2 separate regions of the Ovis aries genome follow, and region 2 is linked to region 1. A link is a contact called in public Hi-C data. All regions are on one chromosome and are shown on one strand. Each heading gives the region's core, a stretch centred on a gene start, on an enhancer-like site or on the middle of the called end of the contact. The rest is flanking DNA. Distances are from core to core; before and after follow the strand shown.

Region 1 (6,690 bases), core at 1,168-3,667:
CTCCTGTGTTTCCTTGATTATCATATTTTTTTTATTACAAGTAAATTTGTAACAGAAAACACCAACCACACTTTGTAACAGCAAACAAATTTGTAAATTTTTAACAGCAAACACTGTGTGAGAGATGAAGCTAGGAACAGGGTCCTTAGATGAGGCTCACAGGAAAACAAAACAGAACTCGGTGCCAAAGAGTTAAGTTACAATATTTTCATCTCCTTTGCTAAGAGGTCTTCACTGATACCATGCTGAGAGAGAGTCAGCCTTGGGTAGAGGCTAAAATATTAGCTATGACTTTGCTAATAACTGGTTATGCCAACTTGGGCTGGTCTTTTCCTCTCTTCCTCCCTTTCTTGACCTGTAAATGATGGCATCCAAGGCAATGGCACCCCACTCCAGTACTCTTGCCTGGCAAATCCCCTGGGTGGAGGAGCCTGTAGGCTGCAGTCCTTGGAGTCGCTAAGAGTCGGACACGACTGAGCGACTTCACTTTCACTTTTCACTTTGATGCATTGGAGAAGGAAATGGCAACCCACTCCAGTGTTCTTGCCTGGAGGATCCCAGGGACGGGGGAGCCTGGTGGGCTGCCGTCTATGGGGTCTCACAGAGTCAGACATGACTGAAGTGACTTAGCAGCTAACGAGCAAAGTTCCATAGCAAGGTGGTATAATGAACGTGAAAAAAACATGGCAAAGCATGCTTTGACAAAGTAGAGTTAAGTTTATCTTGAAGTTAATCTAAAGCAATAAAAAACATTATGTCTGCACTAACTTGAGGAAGAAAAACCAAACTGACAAAGTAGAAGGCAGGTTAGGTTAAGGATTCTGTTCAGCAGCACTCTACTCATGAAATCTGTCTTCTCGCTACAGTTCCACTAGCTCTTGATGGAGATCACTCCCAAAATCCCGCCAACACACGCGTCTCTTGAGTCAATTTCACCCAAAGGAATCCTGATATCAGGATTGACAGAGCTTACCCCTAACTGTCTATCGTAAGACAAATACAGCAGCAGGGTAATGGCAATTCTTCTTAGTTTGTCATGAAAATGACTAATGTTGACCATTCTGATTTATAGCTGCACTTGTCCACCCTGTTACATGAAAATGACTAATGTTGACCATTCTGATTTACAGCCGTACTCGTCCACCCTGTTACATGAAAATGACTAATGCTGACCATTCTGATTTACAGCTGCGCTCGTCCACCCTGTTACGGTTACATGCCATGACCTGTTCTGTTTTGTACGGTACCTGATGGAACGCACACACCAGGCTGATTGATGATCCACCAGTATTAACTGAATACTACCTGTGGGTCTAGCCCCTCAAATTACAAACATCAGAGAGGAAGGATTATGACCGGAGTTGATAGCATGGAAGAGGAGGAAAGGCCCTGACATAAACTAACTTTCAACGTAGAAAGTGATGATGCGGTTATGGTTGTTGAGGTGAGGCATGCCGATTCCAACTGTGGGCAAGGAGTCCTGCGGGGCTTCTTGGGTAATTTTTCATCAGCAAGTTAACTCAAGCTCTTGGTTCAACCCAATAATTATACCACATTTGCATCCGGAGTGCTGGAATAAAAGTGCTGTGAGAAACAAAAGATCCAACTACAGGAGCAGAAAAGGCAACTCACCATGAAACGGACTGTTGTCCACCAGAAAATGCCTGCGGTACTGCACACAGTTGCTTTTCTCCAAGTTCCAGTAGCTCATTGTCAGAAGATTGCTGGCACAGCATCCAAACTAAATTGCCCTGTCAAGGGAAACAGAAGGAGACAAAAAATGAAGAAAGCGGCAGCCACATGCCCACACTGGCCGCCTGATGCTTTCAATCCCCAGGGCTTTGGGGACAGTACACAGGGCTCCCGCCTCCTCCACACGGGGAGCTGGTACCCCCCAGCGCCCCAAGAAATTCCCCCAAAGTTTTCCCACCCAGCAGAAGGTCCTTTAACACACCATCGCTGGAGCTTTTTCTAATAGCGCCTTACAGGGCTCAAAGTTACCGCTGTCCTGGGGGAAAACCAATCCACCACCAGGGAACAAGTTTCAAGACTGGTTTCTGTGCTCCAGGCCTCGCCCACTTAGCCAGGACTCAAACCAGCCCGTGCTGGTCGCTTTTCAGGAAAGGTCAACTGCAGGAGGGAAGGTGATAACAGCAGGGTGACTGTCATTCCCAGTCCCCGACTTTTTAAGTCACCACCACTCTGGAGGACTACATTTATGATCCGTCCATGGAGATCTTAGAAATTGGAATGTGTCCATGTAGCCAGGGGTTAGGCAAACAGTAGCAAAGCTCGTCTCCCTCTTCTGGACTCACTATGGGTGCCACTTAAGACCACTAGGGCCTGCCTCTGACCAGACTGAGCTTACTTGTATAACCAGAGCCGAGTACACAAGCAGTGCATCTGGCTTCTCCAGAAGGTTTGCCCCTCCACAGACAGAGAAACACAGTGCTAACCAGAGCAAGGACTTGAAAGGCAGAGCTGATGAATTAAACGCCTCCAAAAGCTGTGTGCATAACAAGGTTCCCTTTGTTCCCAGCATTTGGTGAAAGCAACTTTTCAGAATTCCAACTCCTTTTCTGATCACAAAATAAAGCCAGGGAAAACCAAGCAAGGCTGGCATGAAGGAAAACCCACAGGTGGGTCACAATTTGTCATCTGTCCTATTAAAGCAATCTAGACTTTTGTAAAGGCAGTCAGTAAGTGCTGATGAAAATAAATGACCAGAGCTGTGCCTATTCATTAATGGAACCACAACTAGTAGAGGTTCCTAAAGCTCTTGCCAGAGCTTCTCCTTGGCTCCCTGATGTTCATTCTTCCTCCCTCCCCTAACCACAATCTCACTTACCTTTTCTCTGGCTCCAGGAAGAAGTGCCCACTCTGGCTTCCAGAGTCAGAGCAAATGATTTTCTTCTCCCAACTCCCCACTTCCTCTAACCTCACCCCCACCTGACTTCTGTAAAGACTAAGCGGGTCAAGAATCTGCCTGTAATGCAGGAGACGTGGGAGACAAGAGTTTGATTCCTGGGTTGGGAAGATCCCCTGGAGGAGAAAAATGGCAAACCACTCCAGTATTCTTGCCTGAAAAATCCCATGGACAGAGGAGCCTGGCCGGCTACAGTCCAAAGGGTCACAAAGAGCCGGGCACAACTAAGGGACTAAGCACATAGACACTTGGCTAAACCTGGCTGCTTCTCCCACTCCCTCAGGCTGAAGATGAGTCCCATCCCACCAAGATAAAATCACCCATGCAACCAACTGTAAAATAGGACAGAAAACAAACGATCATAGAGACAACCCTCCGTGCCCTCTCCCCACCCAATACGCCCTACTACAAAGATTTTTTTTAAGTATTCTAGCTATATAGTTAGCTATACTCACCAATTTTTTTTAAACTCAGTACTGAAATACATCAAAAATATTTTCATCCAAAAATCCCCACTTGCCTCATTTCATGTCCCTTTCCTGGAATGATAACTCTGGCTTGGTGTGCGTCTTTCCAGTCTTTTTATGCGTTTACTTATTTATACATATATTCATTTCGGGGCTTCCCTGGTGGCTCAAATGGTAAAGAATCCACCTGCTATGAGGGTGACCTGGGTTTGACCTGGAAGCTCCACTGGAGGAGGGCATGGCAACCCACTCCAGTATTCTTACCTAGAGAATCCCCATGGACAGAGAAGCCTGGCATAATACAGTTCATGGGATCACAAAGTTTTGGACATGACTGAGCAACTAAGCACAGCATATTCATTTCTATATATATCCATGCATTCAGTTTTGTATATATGTATATACTATGTTTTTAATAAGAATACCTTTTTTTTTACAAACTAGAAATACTTTTCAGTAATACCAGTAGTAACTATTTCCTACAAGTATATTCATGATTTATATTAGAAATATTTTAGGTTATCCAGAATTAAGGAGAGCTCTGTCTGTATTCATGCTAATTTTTCCTTACTAACTTGATCTTATGATTTGGGTTTTTATTCTTTATTTTTGTTTTATTCTTTTATTCTTTTTTATTTTTTATTTCAGTCTTCATTTTGCCCTCTCTGTTCATTTTTAATCCAAGAAAGATTAGTGGGATGGGAAGATGAAAAAAAAATAAGGCACATTTGTACATAGTTAAAACATACACACACTTACCTGACCTCATTTGGCCCTTCCTTTTAATCAGATGCAGGCAGAGATGAGGACCTTGCAGTGAGTGACTCACTTCTGCTGCTAGGGTGGTTGCGTAGCAGTGGGACTTAAAGTTGTATGTTTGGATGACATGCTCTGCTGGGTAGGTGTTTTTAAGAGGGGACTCAGTTTAAATGATTAAACAAGAACACAAAGATAAGTAATTGAACACTACGGTCACCAGGCTGTGTGTCCCCTATTTTGGTTAATTACTGGCATGTCTTACCTCCCCTGGCATCTGTTTGCTGCTGCAGAGCAGATAGTAAGCTGCCTCTGAGTTGTACACACACTACAGGCCCTCGGTAAACATGAGTGACGCCTTCGTCATACACCCCACTTCCTGAATTCCCTCCAGTCTGAGACTGAAGGAAGTGCCCGCTCTGGCTTTCAGAGTCAGAGCAAATGATTTCAAAATTGAGAGGTAATGGAGGCAGAGGTAATGAATGGAGTCAGTAGGGCAGAGGCAGGGGGAACAACCGCTATGCAACAATGCCAACCTTAGCCACAACCAGAATTAGCTGAGCCAGAGGCCGGGTGCTCACTGAGGAAGAAGTAATTGAAAGGGACCTTAGAAACCAGCTCAGCCAAATCTCATGCAGTGTAGCCAGAAGGAAAGTAGGTGTAGCTCAGAAAGTAGGTGTAACTTGCAAGACCACATTGCTAGCTCCTCAAGAAAGCTAGCAGGAACTCCAGGCTCAGCAGTCCCAAAGCAGGAGTCTTTTGAGGGTTTTGTGATCCCATTTGTGTGAACATAATGGGTGAAAATTGCCACTAAAATACACTTTCATTGATTTAATATTTGCTATTTAATATATGTTACATTTGGAACTCTATAGAACATTTAAATCGCCAATCCTTATTAAAAAATTAATAATTGGCAGTGACTAAGGAATATCACCTAAAGAAACAACTCATTAAAACTAGTTTCAAATTCTGCCTTTGAAAAACGGTTTATCTAAATTTTTTATAGTGGATGGGAAAGTCACAGAAAATGTCTATATGTGTGTATTTATCTTTAACAATTTATTTTTATCCATTTTTAGTGCTTGAAGCAAGTAGAAAAATCAAAAAAGAACTTATATAGTGGTATCACTTATCAGCCAAAGACAACTGCCATGGACACGGTGGTCTTTTTAAAAAACAAAAACTATATTCTATTTTTTGAAGGCTTTTTTTCACTTGATAACTTACTAATATATTGTGACATTCTAGCCATATGAATAAACATATTTCTACAGAACTACATATGTGATTTGAATAAGAAATTATAATCAACTCTACTCAGAATCTCTCAACTCCAAAAACTCTAAAGAAGCAACAAGAAATAAAAGAAGCCAAGTATGGATGCAGACAGGAATCATGTTCAGTACAATTGCTCAGTCATGTCTGACTCTTCCCAAACCCATGAACCGCAGGCACGCCAGCCCTCCCTGTCCATCACCAACTCCCGGAGTTCACCCAAACTAATTTCCATTGAGTCAGTGATGCCATTCAATCACCTCATCCTCTGTCATCCCCTTCTCCTCCTGCCACCAATACCTCCCAGCATCAGAGTCTTTCAAATGAGTCAGCTCTTCGCATCAGGTGGCCAAAGTATTGGAGTTTCAGCTTCGACATCAGTCCTTCCAATAAACACCCAGGACTGATCTCCTTTAGGACGGACTGGTTGGATCTCCTTGCTCTCCAAGGGACTCTTAAGAGTCTTCTCCAACACCGCAGATCAAAAGCATCGATTCTTCAGCACTCAGCTTTCTTTATAGTCCAACTCTAACATCCATACATGACCACTGAAAAAACCATAGCCTTGACTAGACGGACATTCGTTGGCAAGGTAATGTCTCTGCTTTTTAATATGCTGTTTAGGTTGGTCATAACTTACCTTCCAAGGAGTAAGCGTCTTTCAATTTCATGGCTGCAGTCACCATCTGCAGTGATTTTGGAGACCAAAAAAATAAAGTCTGACACTGTTTCCCCATCTATTTCCCATGAAGTGATGGGACTGGATGCCATGATCTTCGTTTTCTGAATGTTGAGTTTTAAGCCAGCTTTTTCACTCTCCTCTTTCACATTCATCAAGAGGCCTCTTAGTTCCTCTTCACTTTCTGCCATAAGGGTGGTGTCATCTGCATATCTGAGGTTATTGATATTTCTCCTGGCAATCTTCATTCCAGCTTGTGCTTCTTCCAGCCCAGTGTTTCTCATGATGTACTCTGCATATAAGTTAAATAAGCAGGGTGACAATATATAGCCTTGACATACTCCTTTTCCTATTTGGAACTAATCTGTTCTTCCATGTCCAGTTCTAACTGTTGATTCCTGACCTGCATACAGATTTCTCAAGAGGCAGGTCAGGTGGTCTGGTATTCCCATCTCTTGAAGAATTTTCCACAGTTTATTGGGATCCACACAGTCAAAGGCTTTGGCATAGTCAATAAAACAGAAATAGATGTTTTCCTGGAACTCTCTTGCTTTTTCCATGATCCAGCAGATGTTGGTGATTTG
Region 2 (7,478 bases), core at 1,077-3,576, 320 kb before region 1:
GAAAATGGCAACTCACTCCAGTATTCTTGCCTGGAGAATCCCATGGACAGAGGAGCCTGGCGGGCTACAGTCTATGAAGTCATAAGGAGTCGGACACAACTTGGCAACTAAACAACAGGTCTTTGTAAGCCGTCCATAAGATCAGATCTCTTTCCAAAGAGGTTATTTAGGGACCCCACATAGCAGGGCATTAAAGCAATGTCTGGTGTAATGTGGGAACTCAGAAACATCACAATGGTCAGTCACACTGTCCCTAAATAATTAGCTTCCAAGCATCTGTCTAGGTCCTTACTTCCTGCTCACCTGCTTGCTGGATGACCTTTACTCAGCTGCTTCTGCTTCAAGATCAACAGCTTTATCTCCATGACCATGAGGCTTCCTGATTCCATTTATGCTTCACTTTAGAGATTTGGGAAATTAGAGCCACCATGAAACCAGATGTCTATCTTTTTAATTTTGCAGAAAAGTCCTTTAACAAAATTATTGCTTATACCCCATAAAGAAGTAATTTTCTAAATTACTTCCTCCCATCAACATTTTTTTTTTTACTATTTCCCCTGTCACCCAAAAAGCATGTATTAATATGTCTGTAAAAAGTGAATGAAGTCAGTTTAAAATAAAAACATTTTAGACTCTTTGGTCATGAAATAAAGGAGGTTTTGTCTGGTCCAACAGGTTCCCCAACATTGGGCCATAGGAAATGATCCTGTGATTAAACACCATGTGCTCAGAAGACTGGAAACATCCTCCCCACTCTGTCTGTGAGCAGTCATGGTGCTTTGGGTTTTCTTTTTCTCTTAATAATTTTACTTATTTGTTGATTGATTTTTGGCTGTGCAGGGTCTTTGTTGCTGTGCGGGTTTTTCTCTAGTTGCAGAGAGCGGGGCTTCCCATTGCAGTGGCTTCTGTTGCTGAGGAGCACAGGCTCTGGGGCACACAGGCTTCATAGTTGGGGTACATGGGCTCAGTAGTTGTGGCTTCCGGGCTGTAGAGCACGGGCTCAATGGCTGTGCCCCACGTGCTTCCTTGCTCTGCGGCATGTGGGATCTTCCTGGATACGGAACTTGCATTCGATATAGGGATCAAACCTGTGTCTCCTGCACTGGCAGGAGGATTCTTTTTACCATGAGCCACTCGGGAAGCCTGGTGCTTTGATTTTTAACCACTACTGAAAGTAAGTTTGTTTTCTGTTGAAATCCTCTGGATTGATTATTTCTATAATCCTGCATCATTGCAGGAATTTTGCATCATTGCTAAAGGGTTAGTTTGACAACTGGCTTGTGTGTTCCAGGTAGACACCGGTGCCAAAATAATTAGCCTACCATTACATGAACTTTAAAGAATGTCATTCGGGCCCTTGTAATGAGGGGGTCTGTTACTCTCGAGCACAGTTTGGGGTACACTTACCATGCAGTTAAACCACAAAATTGGGGGAGCTGGGGATCAGAATGACTTGTGCTGGCTTTAGGGTATATGAGAAGAGTTGACTCATTGGAAAAAACTCTGATGCTGGGAGGGATTGGGGGCAGGAGGAGAAGGGGACGACCGAGGATGAGATGGCTGGATGGCATCAAGGACTCGATGGATGTGACTCTGAGTGAACTCCGGGAGATGGTGATGGACAGGGAGGCCTGGCGTGCTGCAATTCATGGGGTCGCAAAGAGTTGGACACAACTGAGCGACTGAACTGAACTGAACTGAACCCCCTGTATCAGAAGCCTTGGAATCTGGCCTTCCCTGGCCACTCACTGATCCAACCAGATGACCTAGCTACAGAGTTTTTGGATAATTAATAAGTAAATAATAATTAAAATTAAAATAATCAAACAAATGTGGTTAGCTATTTTTCAACTTATGCTGAAAATCTTATTTTTGGAAATTTTCATTTAGCATTAAAAACACAAAAAGTAACTTCTTAAAGAAAATTTAGCTCTTTATGCAGTAATAGAAGGCCTAGAGAAAAATCTGACATTTTTGCTAATTAAAACTAAAACCTGTACCTCTGAACTATATGCTGGTCTATGTGGCATTTTGGACTGCACTTCTTGCCTTGAACCACCAGGGGTCACGATTGCACTCTTTGGCAGAGAACAGAGCAGGCTGTCAAGAGGGATTGTTTTCCAGACGTTTGAGCAAAGGGCCAAAACCAAGAACAAAGGCGCAAAAGGCCCCTTCTTAGCTCACAGAGCTGAGGACATCTGCAGCTGGAGCAGGACCTGCAGGCTTCCTGAGGGTTCCCAAAACCAAGCTGAGCTCCAAGAGCACCCCCCGCCCCGACTCAGATTAGAAAAGAAGAGGCAGGGAGTCTGTCAGCGTCCATGGAGAGAAACAAAGACTTCCTGTGGGGAGACAGGCTGTGCTGACCCTCCCCAGGGTCCACTGTAGGGGAGAACCCCCAAGAGACTCCCTTGCTAAGATGGGGTGTCTGCAAGAGAGAGAGGAGGGCAGTCCATACCATCGCCCATGTCTGCTTAGCCCCTGACCTGCTGATCCATCCCCAGCAGAAGGCAAGAGGTGAGGTCCAGAGCCTGGGCTGGGGAGGGGCGGCAGGAGAGCAGCCCACACCCCTCTGATGGCCATGGCAAGGGTGCCAGGGTTCCGCGAGGATGCGGTGGTCACCTCAGATGGTAGCTGAACTCATACTGCCTCCTCAATCCTCAGCCTAATGTGCACCAGCTGGGTGGGGGGAGGGTACGGGGTAGGCGGGCGTTGCGCAGAACCCAGCACAGGGGCCAGGGCTGGGCAGTCCTCGGAGGGTCTGAGGGGCGGGGTGAGGGTGCATAGCAGGAGTTGGCTCTCCCAGGCAGAGTGGGGAGCTCCAGAGGAGGGAGTCCTGCAGCAGCCATGCTCACCAGGACGACCCTGAACCCCAGCCCCAGGAAGACTGCACCAGAAAGGACAGCCTGGATGAGCCAGAGAAGAGTCTGCCCAGGGGCCTCGCCCTCCCTCTGTCACAGGGACTGGAGGGCTTGGCTGGAGATTGGGGGGGTGGGTGGGAGATGTGCGGCTTATAAAGGACAGACCATGCTCCTCCCTACACACACGCACAGCCATGAAAATCAACAGGGATGACCTCTGGGGGCTTAGGGAAGAGAACTTCAAGGGAGTTTGAACTTGAAATTTAAAAATGAGTGAAACTTAGTCAAATACGAAAATAAGATTGTGATAAAATTGAAGTGACTAGAAACTAATGGTCACCCTTGGGGCTGTGCAGTTATTAGCCTTTCACTGAGCTTGTTGGAGTGTGTCTGCTCTCTTTCCCAAAAACTGGGATTTGCAGTGAACCAGATCACCCAACACAGCTGGGAAAAACCACACACACACACACACACACACACACACACACACAAATCAAGAGTTCAATGAACTAGTACAACAAACCTTAAAAATAATAAGAAAACTCATAACTCTTTTTGATGGTGGTGATGGTGGTTTAGTTGCTAAGTCCTGTCCGGCTCTTGCAACCCCATGGACTGTAGTCCACCAGGCTCCTGTGTCCATGGGATTCTCCAGGCAAGAATACTGAAATGGGCTGCCATTTCCTCCTCCAAGGGATCTGCCTGACCCAGGAATCAAACCCCTATCTGCACTGCAAGGGGAGTCTTTACCGACTGAACCACCAGGAGAGCCCATCCTTTTTGATAAACAGATATGAAGTCAACTTTACGGCTGAAGATACACCCTAATTACAGACTATTTAGGCAGTCAGAGTGGGTGTGGAGAAAAGATGAAATGATGCCAACCCCCATAGGGCAGGTCAGATGGAGAATCACTGTCAACCTGAGTCCCTACCTACAAAGTGTGGGACTTGGATTAGGCGGTCTCTAGTGTCCTCTACCACTCTCTGATATTATAATCTGATATATACATCTTCACTAGAGCATAGTCTCTATTTGAAACATCCTTTTTAAAGGGACATATCAAACTGCACATACCAAAACTTCCAACTCTGTTAAGGAAGGCGAAGTGGACTACTGGGTGGGGAGGTTCCAAGGGTCTAGAGAAGGAAGGCAGCCAGCTTTCTATTCCAGACAGATGGCACACTCCCACCTGTAACTTGCCAATGGTGGGAGCTCCCGTGTTGCTTCACAGCCAATTGCTAGGAACTTGGAAAAACACAGTCATTTGCCAGTGTTGCCTGGCTTGTTAATGAACATGATGGCAGACTGGTTCTCATAAGTATCTGTCCAGAGTTGAAAGTCCATCAGGTTCACTCACATTGAACAGATTAGTGAGGACAGCGTCTCCCCAGAGAGGCTCCCTCTGCCTCAGTCTCATTCAGTCACTATGAGATCAGGAGCAGCCCCTTCCGTGGCCACTGCCCTGCTCTGGGTCATCTCGCTTCTTATGTTTGTCTCCATTTAGGTTCTGGCCTCCCCATGCCTGCCATGTCTCTCTCTTCCCCACTATCCCTAGTTCCATCCGAACTTAATAATATTCCTGTAGCACTATACAGTGGATAAAATGCTTTTGCCTGAGAGCACGTTGCCTAAACTCCACCTGAGTGCTATCTTAGGGGTCAACTCAGTTTTACCAACAAGGGTGCTGAGGGGGAAAGGGGAACCTTCCCAAGGTGGCAGTTAAAGTGTTAGTCACCCAGTCATGTCCGGCTCTTTGCAACCCCATGGACTGTAGCCTGCCAGACTCCTCTGTCCATGGGATTCTTCAGGCAAGAATACTGATGTGGGTTGCTATTCTCTTCTCCAGGGGATCTTCCCAACCCAGGAATCAGACCTGGGTCTCCCAAATTACCGGCGGATTCTTTACCATCTGAGCCACGAGGGAAGCCCCCAAGGTGGTAAGGCAATGTTAAAAATAAGACAACAAGTTCATTTTCTTATTGCACCAAACTTGGGTCTGCTAGTGCTCCGTGAAGGCAATCTACTGCCGCTAGGTTGTGGTGAAGAAAAGCACAGTGTTTATTACAAGGCACCCCATGGAGAGCCGAGCAAGGAGAACAGGCAGGGCAGCTAGTGGTCAAAAGACCTGAACTCCTCAGTGGCTTTCAGGGAAATGTGTTGAAGGGCAAGGTGAGGAGAGGGCTGCAGGGTGCCTGGTCCACTCCTGAACATTCTTCTGATTGGTTCATGATAAGGTAATTGGGAATCAATATTATCAACCTTGTGGTTCCAACTACCTGCGGTCTAAGTGCTTGTGGTCAGCATGCTGGTGACTTCTTCCACCCTAATGGAGGATTTAGTATCTGCAAAACAACTCAAGGCTGTGGCGCAGGGTATTATCTATAGCCTCTGCGTGCCTGTGTGCTCAGTAACTCAGCTGTGTCTGATTCTTTGTGACCCTGTGGACTGGAGCCCACCAGGCTCCTCTGTCCATGGGATTATCCACGCAAGAGCATTGGATTGGGTTGCTATTTCCTCCTCCAGGGGATCTTCCCAACCCAGGGATCAAACCCTAGAGCACTTGAGGAGGAACTAAAAGCCTATGACTTTGTTTCATGGCTAAACTGTTATTATTTTGTCTTGCTTGACTGTTTTCCTTTGTTTCAGCATTTTCTCACTTCTTTGATTAAATTTGTGTTTTTGGGGAAAGGTCTAGAAGACTAAAGCTCTTCTACAAACAACAGACAGCTGAGGGACACAGGGGGTCTGTCCCCAGGGAGGCCCCACAGTATCCTGCTCTATTTAGTTTATGTTAAGCCCTGCATCACCAAACCAAGGGTAATTACAGCTTTGTTCAGTTTCAGCTGTCCCAGAAATGGAAGCTGAAACCAGTCAATCAGGAATCACCTGATCAGCGCCAGTTAGGCAATCTGCCTGATAGACCTTGCCACCCACTAAAGGGAAGTAAACTTGCAATAACCAACTAGCTTTTTTGTGTGTGAGTCCCTTGTTCCTTCTCCCTTCTGCCTACAGAAATCTTAACATTATACAGCTTCTCTGAGCTCCTTTATATCTGCTAGATAGGAGGCTGCCCGATCCAAATTGATTTTTGTTGGAATAAACTCTTAAAATGTTCAATAATGCTCAGTATATTTTTAAACACTGGTATATGATAGAGTTGACTCTGTGTTCTCATTCTCTGTTTCCTATCTCTACTTTCATTCTCTAAGATTGTAACTTTAAAAAAATATATAAGAAACTACGCTTCATTACAGAAAACAGTGTTTTTGTACTTAAAATGCAAATCACACTGGTCATGGGTGCTTGATCTCACCAGTCACCTACGGATAATTTGCCCTCTGATGAGAAGCTCACTGCTTTATCCTAATTTACTTACAGCCACCAGAAAGATCGGTGTTTTGGGTATTTTCCTGTTGTGCTCTTCCCACTGACTCAAACAGTACCTGACACTTAAGAGGCTCAAGAAATAATAACTGTATCAGTGATCAAGTCAACCAGTTTTTTTTAAAAAGTCAGTATCTACTCCTTTAGAGCTATAAACATAGCCAGAGGCATTCTGCCTTGTGAAAAGTTATTTTAAGTAAAATAGAATGGTTCTAAAAGATTAACTTTAAACTTGATGAGAACTGTGATTTTTGTTAAGATGCTATTTATCCTTTCTCTATTCTTCCCTCTTCCCCATGCCAGTGCTAACAATGCCCAAGAAAACCCTCTCCCAGTCCCAGTCTGGAGGTGAAGTGAGGATCTAAGAGTTGCTATATGCTGTGTAATGTACACGTGTATACATCTGCGTGCACACACAAGCATGAGTTCCAGAGGGAGAGATAGGAGCAGGTGATAGACAAGCAAGAATGGGAAGGGGAGGGGAAAAGTCCAGGAAGCAGCCTGCCACTTCTTTGCCACTTAAAGGAGCTGATATAAAGGCATATACGTTCAGGAAAGTGATATTCCCACCACGAATGAGACAGATTCCAGTATGACAAGTAAGGACTTCAGCAACAAGAACTGCTGAAAGCCATTGGTGGACTTTCTGAATCATGCATTTTACAAAAAGCTCTCATGTGAAACCACTGCTTCCTGCATCTTTCTCTGTATATCACCCAAGCAATTATTCTAATATCATCACATAAATTGACTTGGAGGGCAAAATTTCTCAGAGCACTGCACTGCTGATTCTTCATGAAGCCTAAACAAAAGCCTCTTGGCCTGAGAGATGTTTACAAAAATCATTTCCATGGCAGAAGGTTCACTCAACTGAAAATGAATGAATCAGACTGAATTTTAAAATCACTTGATAAAAGTAAATGGATAACTGAGTCAAGTATACCCATGACTCTTCTAGGCTAGTCATTCATTTGTTGGGTAAGATTCTATTTGGAACTAAGTTATTTACCTTTCTCCCTTTTCCCCACCTATCTCACCTCCTTGATTGAAAGACAGTGATATGCAAGTGAGGAGAACTGTCCTCCTCCACCCTCTGATGAAGGGCATGCTGGCCTGTCACTCCGTGGATCACTGCTCTAGGAATTAAATGCCACCAACCAATCACTGAGTTAAATTCACCCATTCCAGTCCATTTTAGTTCGCTGATTCCTAGAATGTCAATGTTCACTCTTG

Evidence for each region. A called contact is a pair of places that touch in the nucleus more often than the background predicts.
Region 2: a Hi-C map of hypothalamus shows a contact between it and region 1, with 6 times the contacts expected there. The contact joins two enhancer-like sites. A contact is called at or near these places in 4 of 16 Hi-C or Micro-C datasets (hypothalamus, skin fibroblasts and tail adipose tissue).

The regions. Positions count from the first base shown.
Region 1 is chr1:232,687,033-232,693,722 of ARS-UI_Ramb_v3.0, reverse strand. PLCH1 (phospholipase C eta 1) reads right to left here. Exons shown (of 22, transcript XM_060394448.1): 2 at 1,633-1,751. The coding sequence starts at 1,711. Among named protein-coding and RNA genes, the nearest start is that of PLCH1, 33 kb to the right of the region's middle. Within about 2 kb of position 2,417, at least 12 of the 54 cell types and tissues checked have an H3K27ac peak or open chromatin away from gene starts, as enhancers often do. A contact at or near this core is called in hypothalamus, where this site is marked.
Region 2 is chr1:233,008,234-233,015,711 of ARS-UI_Ramb_v3.0, reverse strand. No RefSeq gene overlaps it. Among named protein-coding and RNA genes, the nearest start is that of TRNAW-CCA, 54 kb to the left of the region's middle. Within about 2 kb of position 2,326, at least 10 of the 54 cell types and tissues checked have an H3K27ac peak or open chromatin away from gene starts, as enhancers often do. A contact at or near this core is called in hypothalamus, where this site is marked.